Linked DNA regions of Cricetulus griseus: region 1 is linked to region 2. The links are chromatin contacts, called in public Hi-C maps. All regions are on one chromosome and are shown on one strand. Each heading gives the region's core, a stretch centred on a gene start, on an enhancer-like site or on the middle of the called end of the contact. The rest is flanking DNA. Distances are from core to core; before and after follow the strand shown. Region 1 overlaps LOC118238225 (a long non-coding RNA gene). Region 2 has its middle 27 kb from the start of Znf691.

Region 1 (6,233 bases), core at 1,503-4,002, 150 kb before region 2:
ACAAAGATAGCTGAGCAGTCTTGCAGAAGACAGGAGTTCAGTTCCCACATGGTGGCTCACAATGTAACTCCAGTTCCAGGGCTCTGATGTCCTCTTCTGGTCTCCATGTACTAGAAGTAATAAAAAATCCAGAGACAGATATTGAGGTTCAAGCTGAAGTTCAGAAAAGCAAAGCAGCCAGCCACTAGAGAGTTCTCACCTCTACCAATGCTCAGATCGAAGAGGCAACCCACCAAACCTCTCAGACTGTATCTCCAGACTGCTCTGCTCTCCACCAAGCCTCAGAATCCTAGACTGCCCTCTGAGACTGCACTGAGCTCCCTATATTCTCTCTAGTGCTGTGATTAAAAGTGTGAGCTGTTTCTCTTTTAGATTGATTCATTCTCATTGTAGCCCTGGATGGCCTTGAACTCAGAGATCCATCAGCCTCTGTCTCTTGAGTCCTGAGATTAAAGATGCGTGCCACCACTGCCTGGCCTATATGGCTGACTAGTGTGGCTAGCTTTGCATTTTGATCTCCAGGTAAGCGTTATTAGATCATAAACAGTATATCACCACACCTCCACTCTTACCTGAACACACATAGCTGCTCTTCTAGAGAACTGGGGTTCAATTCCCAACACCCACATTGCAGCTCATGACTGTCTGTAACTCCTGTTCCAGGGTATAAAATACCTCATACAGACATACATGCAGGCAAAACACCAATGCACATAAATAAAGAAACAAAATGTGGTATATATTCACAATGGAGCATTATTCAGTCATAAAGAAGAGTGAAATTGGGGCTGGGAAGATGGCTCAGTGGTTAAGAGCACAGGCTGCTCTTGCAGAGGAACAGGGTTTGATTCCCAGCACCCACATAATGGCTCACAACCATCTGTAACTCTATTTCAGGGACTCTGACAGTTGATTCTGGAGTCCTCGGGCACCGGACGTGCTTGTGGTACAGACGAACATATAGGCAAATGCTTATACACATAAAATAATAAAACAGATTTTAAAATAAGAATGAAACTATGTCACTTGCAGGGAAATGTGAAAGTAGAGGCCAGAGGGCATCCTGTGGGAACCAGTTTTCTCTTTTCAGGTGGTAGGTTCTAGAGACTGAACTCAAACTGCCAGGCTCAGTCCCAGACTGGGTCCTAGTCTCCGTCCCAGGCTCAGTCAGTCCCAGGCTCCATCCCAGGTGCTTCACCCATGGAGTCATCTCATCAATGGCCTGAAGAGTTTAATTCTAACCAAGTGTCTGTGTTAGTCAGCCTCGCATCTTCCCATCACTGTGATAAATTCCTGAGAGAGGCAGCTTACACGTAGGAAAGAGGAAGGTTGGGGAGAACACAAAACTTCATTGACAGACATTTAAAAGGGCCAAATGAATACCTAACTCCACCATGTTCACAGACTGGATGGCTCAATGCTGTAAAAATGGCATGGTTCCCCAAACTAATCTATAAATTCAATACAAATCCAATAACAATTCTAACTGTCTCATTCCATTTCTGACTTTCCAGTCTCATTCAAGGAGTTTGTAAGAAATAGGAAGGGGAATTCCTGGAAAGAAGCTGTGACCACAAGCGCTGACCAACTAACTGACAGAGAACTTCAGTGACATGGAGAGAATGTGGCAAGTCCTGAGCCATATTATCTTGGAGCATCTTTACCCTCTCAATAGCCACTTGCCACACTCCTCTGTGTGTGACCTAACATCTTTGTGACCGTCAGAGAATCCTTTGGTTGTACAGACCCCTGGGCCCCTAGTTTCCTAACCAAAAGGCTAAGAACACCATCCGACAGCATGAGGCTTATAGCTGGATCCCTCCGACTTGGCTGCCACCTGCGTGATGTTCCCACCAAAGTAAATGAAAAGCGTCTTGATCTGTTCTTTTGTTCTGTTCCCATAGAACTTCATCAATATGTTAATCAAGTTGGACCGAAGTATTTGTGGAAACCTAAATCTATGTTCTCAGGCTATGGTCTCTCATACTTGGTTCCATATCTTTTGTTCCTTTGAGGGAGGGCTGTTTCTTAGAACAAAGATACTGACATTGCCAAGATGCTCATGACCTTTAGGAAACACCTAGTAGGGCCTGGAGAGATGACTCGGTGCTCAGCTAAGAGCACTGGCCGCTCTTCCAGAAGACCTCGGTTCAGTTCCCAGCACCCACATGAAGGCTCACAACCATCTGCATCCCCAGTTTCGGTGGCTCTGGCCTCTGCAGACACAAATGTGGTGCACAGACATGATTGCAAGCAAAACACCCAGACATATATAAAATAAAGTCAAATAAAAGTTTTTTCCCTTTTATTTTTTTATTAATTTATTTTTTACATTCCAATCCCAGTTCCCCCTCCCTCCTTTCCTCCTGCTCCCTCCACTTCCCCTCTCACCCTACCTGCCTTCTGCTCCCTGATGAGCATAAGGCCTCCCCTAGGAAGTCTACTAAGTCTGTCCCATCATCTGGTTGAGGCAGGACCAAGGCCCCTCTCCACCCCTCACACCCCGAAAGATTTTTTTTTTTTTTTAATTAAGACGAAAAGCTTTTGGAGAAGCAAAGGGGAAGCCTTCAGCAGTAGTTTTGAGGTGAGGTTAAGCAACATTGTAATAAATTTGGGGGTTATCTTGGTTTTTTGCTCAGACCTTTTCTCTAAATTTAGTTAGGATTTCATAACATTGCCACAAGATTAGGCAAGCCGGCCAGGAATTTGAGTATAAACCAGCCTCATAACCACAATCACGCAGGAACTGCCCTGAGGACTGGTCACTCGAAAGGAAATTCTTTTAAATTGCATTTCCTCTTTACACTTCTCACATCCTCAGTTCAGAGAAGAAAGTAGAACTCAGCCAGACGTGGTGGCACATAGTGGCATGTGCCTGCCATGCCAGCACGTGGGAGGTAGAGGCTCCCGAGGAGCCTGTATCAAAGAAAAGCAGTACATGTACAATAGGGCAGGGCAGTAAAGACTGCAGTTCTGAACTCGGGGTGGGAAACGGTTCTCCCCCACAAGCCAACTTCTATCCGGCAAAGCAGTTCCTCCCAGGAGGATGTGGGCAAAGGCTTACAAGATTTTGTAATGTCCCAACTCCCCATCCTAAAACATCACTAACAAAGTCTCTTGTTACTGCTCTGAACAGAAATAGTTTACAGAGGGGCCTGGGACGTCACAGGAGGCAACCAAAAGCTTTTCAAAAGCAACTCTGACATGCAGGAAATGAACCAAAACTGTGGGATTCCCGACAGGAAATCAAAGCAGGAATCTGTGCTCTTCTGAAAAACTGCCAACTTGATGTCAGTCAGGAAACCCACGCAGTGTGACCCTAACACAATTGGTTTCAGGGGTGCCGGGGTCCCATGGAGACTTGATTTCCAGGCTTGTGGGATGGCTGAGGGAGTAGAGGTGTTCACTGTGCAAGCCTAACAATGTGGTTCAGCTCCTAAAGCACACAGTGGAAGGAGAGAATGGACTCCCACAAGCTGTCCTCTGACCTCCTCACACACACTGTGGGGTGTGCACACAAGATCAATAGTGAGTGTGTTTTTTAATTAGTTTTTCCAACTACAGTAGGGTCACTAAAAGTATATCATCGTCAAGTGTGCCTGGGCATCCCCATAGCTTCCTATGTTCGGTGATTCAACTAAGATCTGGTAGGCATCCTGGGGTTGTTCCCAGCCTGGCCAGCCTGTACTTCTCCCTTCTCCCTCTGGAAAGCTCTCCCTCCTTTGCAGGACACTTTTTTTTTTTTAATTTTGGTTTGGTTTGGTTTTCAAGACAGGGTTTCTCTAGCGGGTCGGTGGTGACACACGCCTTTAATCCCAGCACTCGGGAGGCAGAGGCAGGGGCATCTCTATGAGTTCGAGGCTAGCCTGCTCTACAGAGCAAGTTCCAGGACAGGCTCCAAACTACAAAGAAACTGTGTCTTAAAACACCAAGAAAAAAAAAAAAAAGACAGGATTTCTCTATGTAGCCCTGAAGCTCACTGTGCAGACCTTGCTGGCCTCAAACACCCAAAGACTTACCTGCTACTGCCTCCAAGTGCTGGGACTAAAGGCGTGCACCATCATGCCCTATTGTACATGTCTCATTTAAATCAAATACTGTGACTATATCCTGAGCTACTGAAAGCACAGGAGAACACACCCTTCAAACTATCTTTGGGGGGTAGTTTGCATTTTTTCCAGGAGTCAAAAATTCTTGAACTGCTGTGTAACAAACATCAGACAAGCACTGGAAAAACATTCTAGGTATGAGGAATTTCTGTTACACATTCTTGTGCAAAGGCACAGAGTGTACAGAGAGAACATTATGTCTTTGCAGAACAAGAAATCAGTATGATCAGAACCAAAGGTCTCCATGTGGAAAGCAAATTCAGAGAGGGAGGCAAGAACTCTGAATGATTAGGTTTTCTGCTTTGGCTGAGAACACACCCTCCTCCAGCCCTTCCTTTAAGGTGGTCCTGGCTCAGATCCTGGCTCATCCCTTCGAACCCATCTTACCCAGCTGTCAGTGACATTCCACAGATTTCCTCAGAGCAGATCGCTTGTCTCTGGTACCCTGCTGGGGAAACTCTCCTCCCTCAGCCTTCCCCAGTCTTCTGCTTTGTCTCAACCCAGGGACATCACCATCCATTCTCAAATGTATCTTCCCTTTGTGCTAAGCCTTGTCAGTCTCCAGCCCTCACTAAGCATAGACAATCGAGAGATTCCTCCTGTCTCCCTGCTTTGGAAAATCACACTCTAACTGTGTTTAACAGCTGGAAACTTACTGTTTCGTATGATGGGAAGATACATCTGGTTTCTGTGCATTGCCCTGACACCCTCGTTCCCACAGCTGTTCAAGATTCTAGTGTTGTATCAAACCCTTTGCTCCCAGAATGCATGGCGTGGCTTCCAACCAGATTCAAGACAGAGTCTTCTACGTTGGATGTGTTCTGGAATTCTTTGCCGATCTCTCGTGCTGTAAAGTGGCAATAGACTTGTTCATATCAGAAAAGGAGGGCAATGTTAGTCCACAGCATGCAATGTCAATGCCTGTAAATATTACAGCCAAAGACCTTTGACAATCAAGGCTTTCACACACCAAGCATCTGCAAGCAGAGAACATCATGGTGGAAATAAAGAATGTGAGGGCTGTGGGATGTACGGGTCCTCCGGGTGTGCTGGGGAACTTAGCAAAGGCATAAGGTGAAGTCAGAGTTTCAAACCCTGGTAAGTACATGGACAGGATGCAAGAAAACACGGTGTCTTAAGGGAGTGCTTACGTAACCCAGGCTGACATCAAACTCACAATCCTGCCTCAGCCTCAAGGGCTGGGATGGCGGATGTGCAACACTGCTCAGAAAGGATTTTATTTCTTATAATGCAAATTCTAGATTTCTGAAACCTCCAAGCCAGAATCTGCTTTTGTGGTTGACCAAATTACATATAAACTAAATTCATCTCCTTCTCAGCATGATTGAGACCATGTTGTTGGTAAAGAAACAATGGATTACGAGATTATAATGGGAATGTTGGGCGAATTTCAACCCCTTTCCATCCTCAAATTATACTAGTCTGGATTCTATCACCAACAAAACTAGCCCTCCCACCCTCCAAAGATGTCAGCTAAGGCATGTGTGCTGGCACAGGCCTTTAATCCTAGCACTGGGGAGGCAGAAACAGATCTCCACCAGCCTGGTCAACAGAGTGAGCTCCAATACAGCCAGAGCCACAGAGAGAGACCCTGTCTCACAAACAAGAAAAGAAAAGACAGAAAAAAGAAAATGAAAAAAGAAAAAGAAAAAGTCACCCTCTCCCTTCACAATGGTTATATAACCACCTTGTGTGAGGTAGGCACCTCAAGGGGAGGGGGCATTGTGATTATTCTTCAGACCTACACTTGGTCCCAACACTTGCAGACACATAGCAATCCTAACAGATCCAAAGAGAAGGACTACGGAGGGTGACTGGAAAACACGTCCCAGAAGTGAAAAAAACTTCAGGCTTTATCAATTTGTATCAGAAAAACCCTGGGGAATATTTATCCGATTCTAAGGATGTTACAGCAAGGAGAAAGAAATAAATTTTTTTACATTTATTATTTATTTGTTTGTTTCAGAATTGGGGGTACACATGCCATAGTGCACATGGAGAGAAGTCAGAAGACAATTTTCAAGAGTGTGTTCTCTCCCTCCACAATGTGGGTTCCAGGTTCAGGTTGTCAGGCGTGGTCCCCTTACCTGCTGAGCCATCTCA
Region 2 (6,217 bases), core at 649-3,148:
TGATGGGGGCACGTGTGTGTGTGTGTGTGTGTGTGTGTGTGTGTGTGTGTGTGTGTTGTGTGGAAGTCAGGGGACAACTTGTGGGGGTTGCTTTTTTACCTTAGGTTCCAGGCATCAAACTCATTGTCAGACTTTGGTGGCAAGCACTTCATGCTGAACCATCTTGCTGGTCTTTCCTCCTCCTCCTCCTCCTCCTCCTCCTCCTCCTCCTCCTCCTCTTCCTCCTCCTCCTCCTCCACCTCCTCCTCCTCTTCCTCTGCCTCCCACCTCCCCTCCTCCTCCTCCTCACCCATGAGTTTCACTAGAGTTGCTTATAGGAGCATAGGTGAGAGCTTGTTTACAGGAGCATGGGCGCCTTGCCAGTGACTATACCTTGAAAAAAATATCAATTCATCCCTCATCAACGATTAACTGCCTCTAGGTCTGTCCTCCGAGAAGGGTGGGGTCCCTCTCCCTCCATGAGAGGATGTTAATGGCCCAATGTTGTATAGGTAATCAGTCAGCTGCTGAGTTCAAGAGTGATACAGCTGGGCTGAAAAACTTTAAGCAGTTTTGAGTCTGCAGTGACTGCTGCCCACTGCATGGCGCTTCCCTGACAGAAACTAGAGGTGGCACTAATCTATGGGATAAACATAATTATCAGAAGGCATGTCATGTCCATTTAACAAAACAACAGCTATAGCCTCCCACTAGGGCCTGTGAACTTTCCAGCCACAGGCTTTGAAAGAGCCAGACATGAATTTTCATCCTGTAGAATGGGCCTCAGTTGCAATCAGAAAGTAGTTGATAATCCCCATAGCAGAGTTGATTCAGTTGTATCCGTGGACACATCTTAATTCCCATCTTTTTTAGTATGAAAATTCAGGGCTCTTGGTGATGCCCCTCTCACCACTGCCCCCCACCTCCTCCCATTCATACCCTCCATAGACCAAGCCCTCTGTCTTTGGCTACCACGTCCCTTTTCCCCTCTGGGTGTTTGGGATACACTTCACACAGATTCCCCTCCCCACTGCTCCTGATTCCCATTCAGGCTGTCATTCTTAAGAGGAAGCGTCCAGGCCTGGCCTATCCATTCATCAGCACACTGCTGCCTACTAGTGGCTGGTGGGTCAACATTTAAGTCAGGGCTGGTTTTAACTTCTGCCTTTCTTGTTCAGAGAATAAATGACTTTGGAGGGTCCATTTGGTCACTCTGTTCCACCCACTCAAAATGATTTCACTAAAGCAACATCTGTCATATTGTCAGACAGCTTAATACTCCTCGTTGCATGATACGGTCCAAACTTTTAAGCAAATTCGGATTCTTAGAGACCACACAATGTGCTCCATGCCCTGTGCTCCAGCCAGGCTGATAACTCAGCATTCCCTAGAAAGCTCCTCTCAGTACCTGTCTTAATCTAACACGTTTGCTCAAGCTTTTCTTTTACCTGGTCTGCTTTGTTCTGTTGTTACCTGAACTTTTCCTGGGGAGACATTAACAATCATTTATGCACCCCAGACAAGGAACCAATGAAAGAACAAAAGTGCCCCTCAGCTTAGAGAACCAATGAATTTATTGGCCTTACTTCCAGGGACATAGGTGACCCCTAAATAGCCATACCACAGGATTCTCCCTGAAGCATGGGTTATGAGTTATCCAGAGCTTCAACAGATGGAGTCCCCATTTCATTCAATTAACCTTCCCCTTCTATAAACTCTTGAGTCTTCTCAAGACCACGGGTAGCTGGGGCAAAGTTACATACAGCTTAGGGGAGGTTCAAGAAAGAGTGGCTAGGACCTCAAGAGAGGATCTGAACACTTTTCCACCCATCCTTATGAGGGAACTCCAACAGGTCCAAACCCCAGGGCCACTTATGAGTCATCCCAGCTGCTCTGAATGAGCTGGTTGGTGATGGCTAAGCCAGGTGCTGTGGTACGTGCCTGTAGCGTGACTGGTAATGGCTGCTCTCCTCAGAGGACAGCATTCCACATCTGCTTGTAATGTGGTGTGGTCGCAGGAGACCAAATTAACTGTCACTTTCTCTGTGAAGCATTTGTTCATTCCTTTGGTTCTTCCGTAATCAAGCACACACTCTGTCACACATTCTCCTGTGTCTGCACTGCCTTAGGAACGAGTCAGAAATAGCTAACTTTAGACTGTCTGCCACTTCACTGAGTCATCGTGGACAAGTCTCTTCACTCTTCTGATCCCCGGTGTCCTCATCTGTTATCATATTAAAGTGAAATAAGTATGTTGGTGGTGGTGAGTACCCTGGTGGTGGCAGTGCATACTTTTAATCGCAGCACTCTAGAGGCACAGGCCAGTGGAGCTCTAAGTCCATGGTTAGCCTGACCTACAGAGTAAGTTCCAGGACAGCCAGGGCTACACAGAGAAAACCTGTCTCAAAAAAAAAAAAATTAAAAAAAAAATAAAAACAAGAAACTGGGATAAGTATAATGCAGATATCAGCTGGGGTCATACCATCCTCTCCCTTTTACATTTCAGAAAGCAATACTTAGAGTTTTTAAAAATGAGAATTTCATACATGCATAAAATGTGTTTTCATCAAATTTGCTAGCCCCTGCATTCTCTCATCTCTCTCTCTCTCTCTCTCTCTCTCTCTCTCTCTCTCTCTCTCTCTCTCTCTGTTGCTCTCGCTCTCTCTCTGATTAGTTTTTTGGAAACAGGGTCTCACTATGTGGACTTGGCCTGGAACTCACTATCTAAACCAGTCTGGCTTTGAACTCACAGATATCAGCCTACTTTTGCCCCTCCAATGTTGGGATTAAAGACATATGCCACTATGCCCAACTCATTCTCTCTGGTTTTAAATTTAAACTAGCCAGGCATGATGTTTTAAATCTAACACTCAGGAGGCAGAGGCAGGAGGATCTCCATGAGTTTGAGGCCAGCTGGTCTACATAATGGGTTCCAGGACAGCCAAGGCTATACAGAGAAACCTTGACTCAAAAATAAATTTAAACTATTTTAAAATCATATGTATATGAACATTTTGCCTGCATGTGTGTCCATGCAAGATGTGTGTGCCTGGTGCCTGTGGAGGCCAGAAGAGGGCACTGGATTGCTTATTACAGACAGTTGTGAGCTTGTCATGCGTGTGCTCATAATCTAACCCTGGAAGAGCAGCCAGAGTTCTTAACTGCTGAATCATCTCGTTAGTGCGAGACACACACACACACACACACACTTCTCTTTTTTTAACCTACTCCATTTAGTGCTACCTGTATGTTCATGGATGTGGGGCCATGTATTAGAACATGGGTAGTTCTTTCAGGAACTGCATACCACCCTGAAGAAAATCAAATCTCCCTCCCACAGTTGCCAATAGTTCTGCAGATAGAGGCAGAGCTTCGTGAGCTCCTCACTATCTGCCGGGATTTTGGACCTCGTACAGCCCTTGTGCTGCTGTGAGCTCATGTGTGCAACAATCCTGTCACACCAGCTAACAATGTTTGACTGAAGATGCCCACAACTTCTGGCTCTTACAAATTATCCACTTCCTCTTCATCAATGATTCCTTGAGCCTTGGGGAAAGGAGTGTGACACAGATTTCTCATTTAGGACTGAATGCTCCAGTCTCTTTGTGTATGTTGGCCAGTTGTGGGCTTCTATTCATCTCCATCTACTGCAAAAAGAAGCTTCTGATGAGGGTTGAGAGATGCATTAATCTCTGAACATAAAGATAAGGACTTAGGGAACAGTTTGTTAATATGTCCAGTTAGCAGAATAATAGCAACAGGCTGTCCCCTAAGGCCTATGATTTTGCCAGACACGGGTTTTGGCTCAGTTAACAGTATCAAGTAGCAAACATAGACAGAGTGGGCTTTAGGTCAAATCAGAAAGTTGTCAGTTATTCCCACAATATCCATGCCACTATTTCACCAGAGGGGAGATAATGCCAGGCCAGTAATGATTGTAGTTCATAGGGTTCATAATTGGGCAAAATGGCTCTATACTTTGTTTATGTAGATTTACATTTCCAGGAATTTTCTCCTCCTCTTCTATTTTTTTTCTTCTTTTTTTGAGAGACATCTTATGTAATCCAAGCTGATATCAAACTAATGTAGCCAAGGATGACCTTGAACTTGTGATCCTTCTGTCTCTGTCTCCCAAGAATATGGATCACAGACCTTCATCAGCACACTGTGCTGGGAATTTACAACGTGCTGGGAATTAAACCCGGGGCTTTGTGCTTTCAAGGAAAGCATTCTGTCAGCTGAGCTACGTGCTACATTCCCATCCTATTTCTTTATTCCTATGATCATCTCTAACTCTGATGCCATACTATTAAAAACCCCTCTATAGGGTACCAGATGCAAGCAGTTTCCTGTCATGGAACTCAGAATTCTAGTTTCAATCCCAGATGCCTGAATATAGCAGGAAGAAGAAAAGAAGACTGGTATTCATGTGGCTACAACACGTTGATTGAAATAAACAAAGTTATTAAAGCCCCTGACAGCCCCAAAGTCTGCTGCATCAACAGCCAACTTTTTGTTGTTTTGAGACAGTAGCTGGCCTGGAACTCACAGTGACCTGCATCTGCCACCTGAATGCTGGGATTAATGTCAGATCATCAACTTCTCTTTTAACTCTGGTATGAATGTATTCTTATTGGACAGGTTAACTGAGTACTAACCGCCACCTCTCAAATCTCCAGTGTCCTCAGTAGAGCCTGTCCTTCCTCTGTTGTCTTCCCATCCCTGATCTTCGTGGGATCTAATCTGGTGATGACCATAGTTCCTAATGGCTCAGAAGACTCAGCCCACCAGCTTTCTCTCCTTTTGCCTCACGCCCTGTAACTAAAGTCTCAAAGAGGGATGGGTAGTTAGATTACTCAGTCTCTCCCCTTCCACAGCACCCTGCTCCCGTCTGCTCTCATGTCCCACAGCCTCCCAAGCCAGGATGTGGGAGGCTCTTTCATTTCTCAATTAAAAGTCTTTCTGATTCAAAGCAGTTCCAATGCTGCATAACCCTTGGTTGTCATAGTTTCCTTGATGAGCCCTGTCTGTAGGATGACTCCTGGGTTCACTCCCTCAGCATTAAGGGTTTCACTGGAGGGGAATCACTTACTCCTCCCTCTTCCCTTCCTCCTATTCCAGAATTCTGAGTTACTCAGCTGTCAGATCCCACTCATCAAGGAAGTGTGCCACACCACACCACAGAAGGAAGAGGGCCCCCCCACCCCAGATGCCCTCAGAGGCTTCATCTTCAGATGGAGACACTTCCTGTTGTCTGTCTTGTCACTCATAATGAGGACAGTGCAATTGTGTCTCCCAAACTCATCTTTGGGTCTGCCATGTCCTCTTTGAGGTCCCAAGTGTGATACTAACTTTTCCTGGGGAGATGTGAACAGCCATGTCTTCAGCCTCTAAAGGGTGCCTAGGACAGGTCCATGAAGTCTAGCTTGGTGAGTCAATGAGTTAAATTGGAGTTACTCACTGGAGCATGGGTGATAGGTTATGGGTTACAGGGGCATGGGTAAGGGCTACTACAGGAGAATAGGTGAGAGTTACTAACAGAAGAATAGGTGAGGGCTACTACAGGAGAATAGGTGAGGGGTTACTTATGGGGAAGTTACTGGTAGCCACACCACCAAAGAAGAGGCCCCTTCCACGGCAATTGTTAATCATAAATATAGCATCAGGGACTCTCTTATTGCATGCTCCTCTTCATGAGCCTTCCAGGAGCTGTGCCAAGAGCCCTCCTGTACAATCTACATGAGCACGTCAGTGAACCCAGGTTGAGTGAATCCTGTGTGGGTATCAGTGGCTGTGATTTCAGGTGGTCACAGAGGACAGTTGTCTACCACAGAGGTGGTGGTAGCTTATGGGGTAGTGGCAGCATGTGGATGAGGTCACTGTGGGAGTGGGTTTTGATGCTTCTACTAACAGGATTTGTTGATGAAATTGGCTGTGAGGTTTGAGAAAATGGGAGGGATAAAGGCTGCTCTAAATTGACAGGGGTAGCTGCTGTGGATGGAACATGGAGGTGGTGAGGTTAAGCTTTTGGCCTCAAACTCAGAGATCCACCTGCCTCTGCCTCCCGAATGCTGAGATCAAAGGTGTGTGCTACCATGTTCAGTTTAAATCCTTTAATTCCAGCACCTGGGAGGCAGAAACAGGTTGATCGCCAAGTTCAAGGCCATCTTGCTCTACTGAGTGAGTTCCAGATTAGCCAGGGCTACACAGAGAAACCCTATCTAAAAAGAAAAGAAAA

Evidence for each region. Hi-C and Micro-C count contacts between places; a contact is called where the count stands out from the background.
Region 1: a Hi-C map of fibroblasts shows a contact between it and region 2, with 3 times the contacts expected there. The contact joins two enhancer-like sites. A contact is called at or near these places in 3 of 8 Hi-C or Micro-C datasets (the CHK-Q cell line, fibroblasts and liver).

What each region holds. Positions count from the first base shown.
Region 1 is chr2:33,188,355-33,194,587 of CriGri-PICRH-1.0, reverse strand. LOC118238225 (a long non-coding RNA gene) reads right to left here. Exons shown (of 3, transcript XR_004767992.1): 3 at 6,099-6,233. Among named protein-coding and RNA genes, the nearest start is that of Slc2a1, 120 kb to the right of the region's middle. Within about 2 kb of position 2,752, at least 1 of the 6 cell types and tissues checked has open chromatin away from gene starts, as enhancers often do. A contact at or near this core is called in fibroblasts, where this site is marked.
Region 2 is chr2:33,039,417-33,045,633 of CriGri-PICRH-1.0, reverse strand. No RefSeq gene overlaps it. Among named protein-coding and RNA genes, the nearest start is that of Znf691, 27 kb to the right of the region's middle. Within about 2 kb of position 1,898, at least 2 of the 6 cell types and tissues checked have open chromatin away from gene starts, as enhancers often do. A contact at or near this core is called in fibroblasts, where this site is marked.